Regions from separate parts of the Mus musculus genome. Here region 1 is linked to region 2. Evidence: chromatin contacts called from public Hi-C data. All regions are on one chromosome and are shown on one strand. Each heading gives the region's core, a stretch centred on a gene start, on an enhancer-like site or on the middle of the called end of the contact. The rest is flanking DNA. Distances are from core to core; before and after follow the strand shown.

Region 1 (5,412 bases), core at 103-2,602, 1.0 Mb before region 2:
TGGTACTATGCTATAATTAAGATTATAGCAACCCTAGCAAACTAAACACCAAGAAACAGAGAGACTGGGTGCTCACACCTTGTAGCTTTCCCCTGCCTGCCTCAGCCTTAAGGATATATTTGTACTCATGGTTTGTTGGCCAGAAATAGTCACATGGTGTTGGGCTGTGTTCACAGAAGAGGAAAACTGAAGTCTGCATACATCCACGGCATCTACTCTGTTTCTCATTTTAGATGCTAGTGATTAAATCAGTTTGAAAAAATGTTTTCTATTTTCTGTTCCAAGAAGACAACTGAATGGTCTAAACTCGCTTTATCTGTATCTTACCAGTGTATTCCCTCCTAGGTTCTCTTGAAGACGAACCACGGGTGTGGGTCTGTTTATAGTTAGTCATATGTACTAAGCTATAGGCAAGGTGTGAATGCAATTAGAACATGGTGTTGTGTCTAAGCATGAGACCCTGCCAGGGACAGGGTCTTTTCTCTCGTCCAAGTTGTCCTGGACTCATCATTAACTCAGGCTATCCTCAAAACCATGGTGTTCCTCCTGCCTCAGGCAGTCTGGTGCTGAAATTTCAGGCAGGAACCACTACATCTCCTGCCCATGGAAACCGGACCAATTTTACCTAGTTTGTCTGAACTGTTGGTGAAGTCGGCCTTTTGAGATTCCTTGACAAGCCACTTATATGCATACATTATTCTTGAAAATATATAGTCCAAATTTCAAACAACAAGCTTAGAAAATAATTCTTTTACAAAACATTGCATTGGTGAATGAATGAATTTCTCTCTCCTTCTCTCTTCCCCCCTCTCTTTCTGTATGTGTGTGTATGTGTGTGTGTGTAAGACCATAATCATGCCTGTGCACATGAATGTATTTATAACCTTGAGTTATCCTCAACCTAGCAACAATATTTTAAAATTATTTGTATGCAGTATACTTTATTCATGTGCATATAATTTTAAAATAATATATCCACATTCTTTCAACTGAATCTGCCTTAGAGTATATATCATAATAACATAGCTATGATTGTGCTCAAAGTTATTCCTGAAGAACATGCTTGGTTGGTTTCACTCAGCCAAGTTTTTTTTTTTTTGAATATTTTTAAAAGTAAGGGAAAGAAATGAGACAAATTGTACTTTTCATGTACTGTGGCACAAACTAGAAAAATATAATTGGGCTTCAGGCCAAATTCTGAAGGCAATTGGAGCTGCTTATGTCAATTCGGCACACTCTATTCCTCAACTCCTGTTGACAGAAAGGAAAATTGGTAGTGATCTGCTTCTCCATGCTGGAGAGGCGGAGAGAATATCTGGGCTCCAGATCGCAGCAGATGGATGCATGCAACAGCTACTGATTTGTCATTTGTGGGGAGTAGGGAATCCTCCAGCTTGGAGGAGGCTTCGTGTGTCGGTTGCCTTGGGCCATCTGTTCCGTGGCTGAAGGCAGCGCCATACGCTCAGTAAATGTTTGTGGAATGAATAATGAATCTTTCCTAGAGAGCTTCCGTGCAAGTGAGCCTGCCTTTTCTTTATACCTGACTACCACGTGGTCCATTCTCTGGTCTCCACAGGAAGATATGCACTAAGCGGGATAAGACACTGCCTCAGGTTGACTTATTTGTCAAGTGTTTATTGAACTGTTAGGTGCTGGGGACTTTGATAAATCTCAGATATCTAGGTAACAATAACCTGACCCAGAAAAATAATGTGTTTGCCCTAATAGATCGGAAGATGTGTGAAAAGCCGTCTAAGAACGTAGAAGATGCCTTGAAGATTTTAGGACAGAGGTGGGAGAAGCGGGAACCTCAGCATCCTGTGTGCTTTAACTTTTGCACAGCCTAAGTTCTCTACATCAGACAGACTGTACCGGGCTTTAAGTAGTCAGGACTCCCAATGCTTCCTAGGCCACCACTCTCCTATACTCTGATAGAGTTGCAATCTACCTCTTGACTGGCATGTGCCTCTCAGCATAAAGGCGTACTTCAGCTTCTCACCAGAACAAAAGCACATCTTTAACCTGCTTATCTGCCTCAACGTTTTTTCCTTTATGTATCTTCCTCAGTCAACCGAGTCACGAGGACTTTAGTTTCCTCTGTCCCTCATGTCCCCTTGTCACACAGCACCATCACAGAGTCAGTCTTTTCTGTGCCACACCTGTCCCCAGAGAGGTCATTCAGTCTCTGGGTCCTTAACCTATTGTAAAATGTACATTATTAACGATTTGCTGGCATTTGACCCTACTGAGCAGGGTCCTTTCACTGTCTTTCTTGTGACCTCAAATGATCTTGAGTTTTTAGTTTGCTTTTAAGCTCTTTTCTCAAGTGCTTTTTTGGCCATTCTCTTTCTGTCCACTTTGTAAATGGTGTTTTCTGAGGCTTGGCTTTTGGCCACCTCTTCTTGTCACTCTACTGAGTTTACTCGGGTGACCAAATCTATTTTCATGTCCTTAGCTAACTCCATCCAAGCTGATAGCTCTCTCATTTTGTATTCCCAACCTAGGTTTTAAGCGACATACCTATGCCTACTGACTTTTTATTTTTCAGATACCTCCCTTTTCTTCATCCTTATGTCCATTAAATTATTACAAGTCAATGAATGATTTGCCTGGATTGTGGCAGCTTTCTCCTCTCTCTGTTTCCTGCTAGCAAGCTTGGCCAGTGTTAGACTTAATTGTCCTTTCCTACTAAAGTTCTCACACCCAGCGAAGCTAAGTCTAGAGATACCCACTAAGGAGATAACTACAGTTAAATGAAGTCATAAGGGTGGGGCCCTCTCCAGTGTGACTAATGCTCTTATAAGAAGTAGAGTCGATACCATAAGGGTGTGTACACAGAAGGAAGACCATATGGCCATGTGAGGAGACAAGGAAGATAAAGCAACCTACAGTCTAAGGAGAGAGTAGCTGTACTCCCTGTCACCTTTTTGAATTTGGAAGTAAAGCCACAGAACTGTGAAAAATAAATTTCTATCGTTTAAATTACTTAGTACTTGGTTATTTTGTTATAGTGGCATTAGCAGATTAATATACACACTTAATAGATTATTTCAAAAGCAGATTTGATCATGTTGCTATCCTGCTTATACTTTATGGTATAGAAGACTGCCTCTACTCCTAGTTCCTGCCCTTCTTTTTGTTCAATATTCTGACCTTACTAAATTACACAATTACACATTCATTCTGAATCTTTACAAATGGTCTTCCTTTTGCTGGACTATTTTTCCTCATCAGACCACTTACTTCCTTGACAACATCCATTTAAACTACAGTTAACTTTTATACATTTATTCACAAAGGTTTTGTGTGTGTGTGTGTGTGTGTGTGATTCCTCAAACTGCTGGGTACCATTCCTAAGTTCTTCTGGATTCCCACAGTCTCAGGCTGTGAACTCTTGGAAGAAGGTGGCTATGGTCTCATTTATCTTTCTATTTAAGTCTCGTATCTACCCATATATTGATTAAAACATGGTATTCAAAATTGATTTTTAGATGAATTAATAAAGATTAAACACTACTCTCAAGGATACAAAATAAAATTTGACAAATCATTGTATTGACACAGGTGGGAAGAAAAGTCAGGGAGAAGATTCTAGTTGAGCCCACCTTGTCTTATGATTGGATGGAGTCACACATACTTTGTAAACTAAGAACAATATAGTCATTACTATCATTGTAATCACAACAACATTTTTTTGTTAACTGTGCCTACTTATACCATAGGTCTGAAGTCTGCTGTAGATCACGAATTGTAAAACATTTAGTTTGATGCATCACAGCCACTGTATAAGGAATAATTATTCTTTTTGCTGCCTCAAAAATGGGAGAAATGATGACTTGGAGAAATTACTTGCCTGGATATTACCTGCTCGGGCTAAAAATTAAACTTAGCTAATAGTCTGCTTGCTCAGTCTTCTATCTGGTCTGGTCTGGCTATGGCTATATGAATATTTTAGCCTACAAACCTTGAGAAGAAACAACTTGTAATAGTTCCGAGCTGAGGTCTACATCTCTACTGTCTCCTCTCTGTTGAGATGACTTCTGAAGCTTCAGCATGACACAGCAGAGTATTGATCAGTCTGGGCCTCTGAGCGACTAAAGAGGAGCAGAACACCTGCTGGTCTATAGTTAAGACGTTGAGTGAGAAAATCTTGAAGCTTTAGAGAAACTAGGATTTGGGGTTGTTGTCACTTCTGCAAGTTCAAATCTATCTTAACTATACAGCACCTCCACCTTGCCTTCCATGGAGCAGCTTGGGGTCCCTGGCAGCAAAGGGGAGACTGCTATGGTTTAGAAATTTCCCCTAAAAGTTTATGTGGCAGAAACTTAATCTCCTGATTCATGTTTTTGGAGGTGAGGCCTTGGGAAGTAATTAGGACTAGATGAAGTTATGAGGGTGGGGGCCTCAAGATATAAAAAGAGAAACCCAAGGTTACATGCTTCTATGGCCTTGTCATGTGATACAACACAGTAAGAACTCCCCCTATGGGCTGGAGAGATGGCTCAGTGGATAAGAGCACTGGCTGCTCTTCCAGAGGTCCTGAGTTCAATTCCCAGCAGCCACATGGTGGCTTACAACCATCTGTAATGGGATCTGGTGCCCTCTTCTGGTGTATCTGAAGATGACAGTATACCCACCTACATAAAATAAATAAATAAATCTTAAAAACAAAACAAAAACACTCCATATTAGATGTAGCCCCTTATCTTGGACTTCTCAGTTTCCAAAGCTTTAAGAAATAAATCCTTTTATCTATAGGCCTTAGATATTCTATTGCAGTAATACAAAATAATGTAAGAAATTTAGAACTTTTTGCTAGATAGTCTCTATCAATATAGAACATCATATCCAATTGTAAACCAGATTTTATTGGGTTACTAAGTATATAGTGAGGATGGTTCATTTCCTTGAAGGCTTTAAATACTTAAATTACAGAGACGAGAAGAATGAACCTGTAATCAACAAAAATATCTACAAATACATGCCGCAATTATTTGAATGCATTGTGGAGGTGGTAGTCATTGAATAGCATTAATCAGTGATGAACAGTGTAGACCTTGAGTTGTCATTTCCACATCTTGAGAGGTTTATCAACCTTTGCACTAAGAGCATTTGGGGCTGGATATGTCTCTATGATTTGGGTTATCTTGTGCACTGTAGATGTTTCAGATGCTGTTGGCACTCTTGGGTTCTGTTTCTTAGTCACCATTCCATTCTCGTGCAAAACCCAAAATATCTCCAGACATTACTTTCAGCTTCCTGGGGGTAAAAATCACCCTACTTCACCAGTCTGCTGAGTGAAACTGTGATGATGGTTTCTAGTTTGTATTCCTACTGGAAGCTAGACAAGTTTCATTTTCTAAAAATGGTAAGTGCTTTCCTAACAGGCTTTAAAAGCTTCAGGAATATCAA
Region 2 (5,527 bases), core at 1,848-4,347:
TCAGGATCATTTGTAAACAGCCGAACCTCTCTCTGCTTCACTGCAGTTCACAACACTGGGAATTACAGCAACCAGCTTGCAGAGCAAGGAGGGCTGTGAAATTCAATGTCACACATGGCAAACCTTTCTCTGGAACCTTTTCATATCATGACCTTTGTGTGACACTGATGTGGTTTTGGAGCGTATCTTCCAGGTTGTACAAAGCAGCTGGACCAGTTGGGACAAGTGGGGGGAGCGCCCTGGGCCTCACATCATCTCCACTACCATCACCCCCGACTCTGTCCCTGCCCCTGCCCCTGTCCCTGCCCCACCTGACACCTTCAGAGCCTGGTGTTAGCAGGTCCTACACACTCAGTTTCACTCTATGGACTCAGAAGGAGAAAGAACCCTGCTGTGGAGACTGATCCGTCCTTGATAGAAACGGACCCGGAGTGTTTGAGAAGAAACCTGGCAAGAGAAGGGAGGAAGGAAGAGAACAGGAAAAGAAGAGAGAGGAAAAGAGAGGAAGAGGGGAGGGGAGGAGAGGGGAAAGGAAGAGGAGAAGAGGGGAGGAGAGGGGAACTGGAGAGAAGAGAAGGGAAGAGAAGGTGAGGGGACAGAAGGGGAGAGGAAAGGAGGGGAGAGAGGGGAAGAGGGGAGGGAGGGGAGAGGAAGAGAGGAGAGTGGAGGGAAGAGGAGAGAAGAGAAGGAGGGGAGACTGACTGAAGGGAAGGGGAGGGGAGGGAAGAAGAGGGGAGGGGAGAGGGAAGAGACAAACGCATTCCTTTTCTCATACTTTGCCAGCTGGGGACACATCCCCCCAAAGCCATTTGTACCCTCTCTTACCTGAGAAACCTGAAAGGACTCACTGTGGGTTGTTGGATTTCATTCCCACTCTGATTTGGCTTTGCAGCAACTGTCTTTATCGAAGCTTGATAGCCTATTGTGACACTGACTTGGTTGCACACGCACGCATACCTATACACACACACATATACATATACATACACATACACACACGCATGTATACATACACACACATGCACACACACATACCTATACACACACATATATATACACACGCGTACATACACATGCACACACACATACATACACACACACATACACACACATACACACACACACACACTTGCAGTCCTCACACTCCCTTATACAGGTCTCGCTTTGTGAAGGAAGCTCTGTGTGACAGAGTGCAGCCTCAGAATGACAGACAGGAAGAGTAGGAAGAACATTCACTCAACGGAACTAGAGTCTGCAGATGGGAACTTTTTACTTTGCAGTAATTTCAGACTTAAGAAAAATCACAAAGTATTTCTCCCAGAAAAATGCAAAAAGTACAAAGAATTCCTGAATATTCATACCCCATTTGCTTATCATCTTTCCTCTCTATTTCCCTTTTCCCCACTGAGCCACTTTTGAGGGAGATGCAGACAAGATGATTCATTATCCCTAAGCACTGCGGTGTCTTATTTCCTCACATCAGGACCATTCTTTCTCACCTCCCCAGTCTCCAAATCATGAAATTAATATTGACCTAATGGTGTTGTGTAAGCTACATACCTTTTTAAATTTTCACCAATTTTTCCTAATAACACTCTTGACAGTCAAAGAGGAAGGAAAAAATTGATCCAAAACCAATCTCATATAACACATTGTCGTGGCCGCTGGGTCTCTTCTGATCGAACAGAGCACTCATCTGTGCCTCTCATGTCGCTGGCGTCTTTGATGGATAAAAGCCAATTACATATAGGCTGCCCTTATTCAGAACGTGTCTGTTGTTCCCTCACAATGAGATCTAGGTTATGCACTTGTGGCAGAAATGGCCCAGAAGTGTGGCGTTCTGTCTCTAGTGCACGCATTAGGAAACACGATGCCAGTGTGACCCATTTATCCCTTAAGATGTGTTTGATCATTCGGTTCAAACAGTGTCTGGAGAGCCTCTCGACTGCACTATTTTTCCTCTAAAATCAGTAAATATTTTGTGAGGAGATCCTTTGAGATTGTGTGATTCTGCCATTTCCCATCAAACTTTTATTCACTTTTAACATCCACTGGCTTTTTTTTTTTTTTTTTTTTTTTTGAGACAGGGTTTTCATATATAACCCTGACTGTCCTGGAACTTTTTCTATTGACCAGACTGGCCTCGAACTCAGAGATCTATCTGCTTGCCGCTGCCTCCTGAGTACTGGGATTAAAGGTAGGTGCCACCATGCCCTGCCAGCTCTTTAAGATTGTATTTTTATTTATGTTTGTGTACACATACAATGAGCACATGTATTGTCCCAGATATGTCCGGGTAGGCATTCTTGGGGCTATCCCCATGTCCAGGCAGGTTTTTGGAGGGATGATACTCTAGACCTCTGGTCCGGGGTATCCAGAGTATATTCCAATTATAAAAATGTATTGCTCTTCTATCATCTCATTTGTGTCATGTACTTATAATCCTGGCATTCTGGAGGCTGAGGCAGGAGGATCATGCATAGATTCAATTCCAGCCTGCATCACATAGGAAGATTCTGTCTCAAGAAAACAAAAAACAACAACAACAACAAAAGGAAACACAAGAATTTCCTCTGTATATTATGGCAAAGACACACACCAGTGACATTTAGCACTGCAGTGACAAAACAGAATGTTTGACTATGTCCTTAACATCTTCCCAGACACCAGTCTCATCGCCATGCTAAAACACACCACCCTCTCCAGGCCATCTCACAACGAATGAACTTTGAAGAAAGGAGAGGAGCTGTGGAGACTGAAGGGAAAGGTGGAAAGCTCCCCTCCTCTTCATGTTTCCATGCCAGCCGGCCGGGTGCAGCTCCTCACATCTCCATTCGGCCACCGTCTCAGGGAAAACCGTGGGCTTGAGAGAACACAGACGCTCTGTCAGAGGTTAGCAATGGTCAACATCATCTCAGAAGGGAGCTGGGAAATGCCCTGGCCTTACAGAACGAACCACTGTTTCCTTCCACAGAAATGCCACTAAAAGTCACAAAGAGGGAAACCTCCGTGTTTGGACAGGTCCCATCATCTTCACGGGGACTCACACCACGGGCTGGAAGAGCTTCCGGCAGAACGGAGGGCTGGGGAAAGCCTGTGATAAATCAGCTCTGTCTTTACTAGCCAGAGGTTGCTATGGCAATAGGAATACACTGTAGGTTTTAAGAGATGTAATTTTCTGTGATTCACTGTATATTTTTAGCCATTTTTCTTCCTGTATTATCTCCCCGTGGCAATTGCCTATTAATGCTGTTCTGCATCGTGATTGGACTAAATGGACCATTCTCCAGAGTGTTTCGTGAAAACCCAGGAGATCAGTAAGTACAAGAGGGTTATGGCCTGTGGACCTAAGGGTAAGCCGGGAGACAAACCAGATTGGTTCCAGACGTGGATTAATTAGCATGGGCCATGCAGCTCCCAAGGACAGAGTGACTGGAGGACGAAAGTTTCCAGACATGCAGCACTGGACTGCATGGAAGGGGAAACTGAGTCATGCCACTCATTGTGATTGGTGGCAGACCACACAAACTAAAACAGCATCCCGAGGAAGGCTATCCAACACCTGACTTCTGAACAAGGAACCATACAAACATACTAGCTCTTACTACGATTCAGCTTAAGCCTTATTACTCTTTCCATCTCTCTCTCTCTCTCTCTTTTGCTTTAATTTACTTAATATACAGAGTATCATGTATACGATCACCGAGCAACATCCCAAACCATAATTTTACATAGTTTTCTGGACAATAAAAACTAAGTGAGGCACTAAGAAGTGCAAGCAGACTCTGTCCACTTGGCCATTTGTTAGGACGACCGTGTGTTGAATCGTTTGATGGTAGGGATACAACCTGAAAAGGGGCAGCACTAGATGCCTTCATCCTTGTGCAAATGTCGCAAAGCATAGTCACACAAACCTAGATGTTGACTGCATGCCTAGGCTCTACAGGAGAGTCCTAGGTTGCAAACGTCTGCAATGTAGTACTGCACTAAGTACTAGGCAATTGTAACACAGTAGTGTCTGCATAACTAAGGATAAAAAGATGGAGAAACCCAGAATCCTGCTTGCTTTCAGTTACTGTGATAAATTGATGACCAAAGGCAGCCTAGGGAGGAAAGGGTTATTTAGCTCTTCCACATCATAGCTCATCATCCATGGAAGTTAGGACAGAAATGCAAGGGCAGGAACCTGGAGGCAGGAGTGGATTCAGAGGCCATGGAGGGGTGCTGCTTACTAGCTTGCTCAGCCTGCTTTCTTATAGAACCCAAGACCACCAGACAGGGGTGGTACCACCCACAGTGGGTGGGCCCTCCCTCACCAGTCACTAATTAAGAAAATGCCCTACATGGCTTGCTTACAGCCCTGTCTTATGGAGGCATTTTCTCAGCTGAAGCTCCATCCTTTCTGAAGACTCTAGCTTGTGTCAAGTTGACATAAAGCTAGCCAGCACAAAGAACATGATTGTTAATGTGCTTATCATTGACCACATCAATTACACAGCACACAACGGGATCATCAGGAGTACCTTGAGCCTTTCCATTGCAGGCAACAGAAAGCCCAACGTCGGCTACCTGGAAGGAGTGAAAACTCTCCATAGCCGATACATGAAAAGGCTGTGGCTGTGGGCCAGTCTCAGACACAGTTCCAGGCAGGATCCAGATGACACCAGGGACATCTGGGCTCTCTGTCACACCACTAAGTTCCACTGATGTTTTGACTTTGGGGCTGGAGCAGCATAAGTCAGCTAATAGAGGCTCCAACAAGGTAGCTTGTTTCTCACACAGAGAAAATAGAGACAACTTTATTTCCACTCAGACAACAAGTAACCTAGAATAAGCGTAAACACCACTCCCAGAGTGCTGTCAAGAACCCACCTACTGTCATCAGGGTCACAGAAGGACTTCCCGGGTCACAGCTTTTCAAAGCAGGAAAAGGAGGCCAGCAGCCTCTGACTTTCTTACTACCAAAACCAAACCATTCCTCGAAGCCCTCATCTAACTTCTGTTGCCAGTTGATTGGCTGCAAGAACACCATATAGCCACCCCAGCCACTGAAGAAGGCTTTTAGGCTTCTCTGGTCTTTCTGTGGATGCAGCCTTTAAAAAAAATTCATCACATTCAATCGTGTACGGATATGGGTACGAATGTGCCACAGTGTGCCTCTGGAAGTCAGGAAATAACTTGTGGGAGTCACTTAACTCTCCTACCATGTGGGTCGCAGGGGTGTGACTCAGCTCATCAAAGACAAAGGAAGTGCCTTTATCTGTTGAGCCATTTTGCCAGCCGTGAATATTCATATTCATTTTTTGTTGGGAACTGAACTCAGGTCCTTGGCAAACAGAAGAGAAGCAGACAGAAGCCTTGGCTGAGACACCTATGGCATCCCAGCAGGTTTTACACTAAGATTTTCTCTCCATGGGCAGAGCCCAGACACCCACAGCAAGCCTTGGGGACCTGAGACCAACACATTCTAGAGCCTTGAGATAGTCTAAGGCTCTTCCAACTCTGACCTCTTTCTCTGTGATAAGTG

What was found. Hi-C and Micro-C count contacts between places; a contact is called where the count stands out from the background.
Region 1: a contact with region 2 is called in a Hi-C map of cerebral cortex, with 3 times the contacts expected there. The contact joins two enhancer-like sites. A contact is called at or near these places in 4 of 484 Hi-C or Micro-C datasets (cerebral cortex, cortical neurons and embryonic stem cells) and 1 of 115 datasets of contacts at active chromatin or transcription factors (astrocytes).

What each region holds. Positions count from the first base shown.
Region 1 is chr12:77,997,976-78,003,387 of GRCm38.p6, reverse strand. No RefSeq gene overlaps it. Among named protein-coding and RNA genes, the nearest start is that of Gm24070, 190 kb to the right of the region's middle. Within about 2 kb of position 1,352, at least 4 of the 459 cell types and tissues checked have an H3K27ac peak or open chromatin away from gene starts, as enhancers often do. A contact at or near this core is called in cerebral cortex, where this site is marked.
Region 2 is chr12:77,002,756-77,008,282 of GRCm38.p6, reverse strand. All of the region lies in intron 1 of Gm35041 (a long non-coding RNA gene), which reads right to left. Among named protein-coding and RNA genes, the nearest start is that of Gm35041, 33 kb to the right of the region's middle. Within about 2 kb of position 3,097, at least 19 of the 459 cell types and tissues checked have an H3K27ac peak or open chromatin away from gene starts, as enhancers often do. A contact at or near this core is called in cerebral cortex, where this site is marked.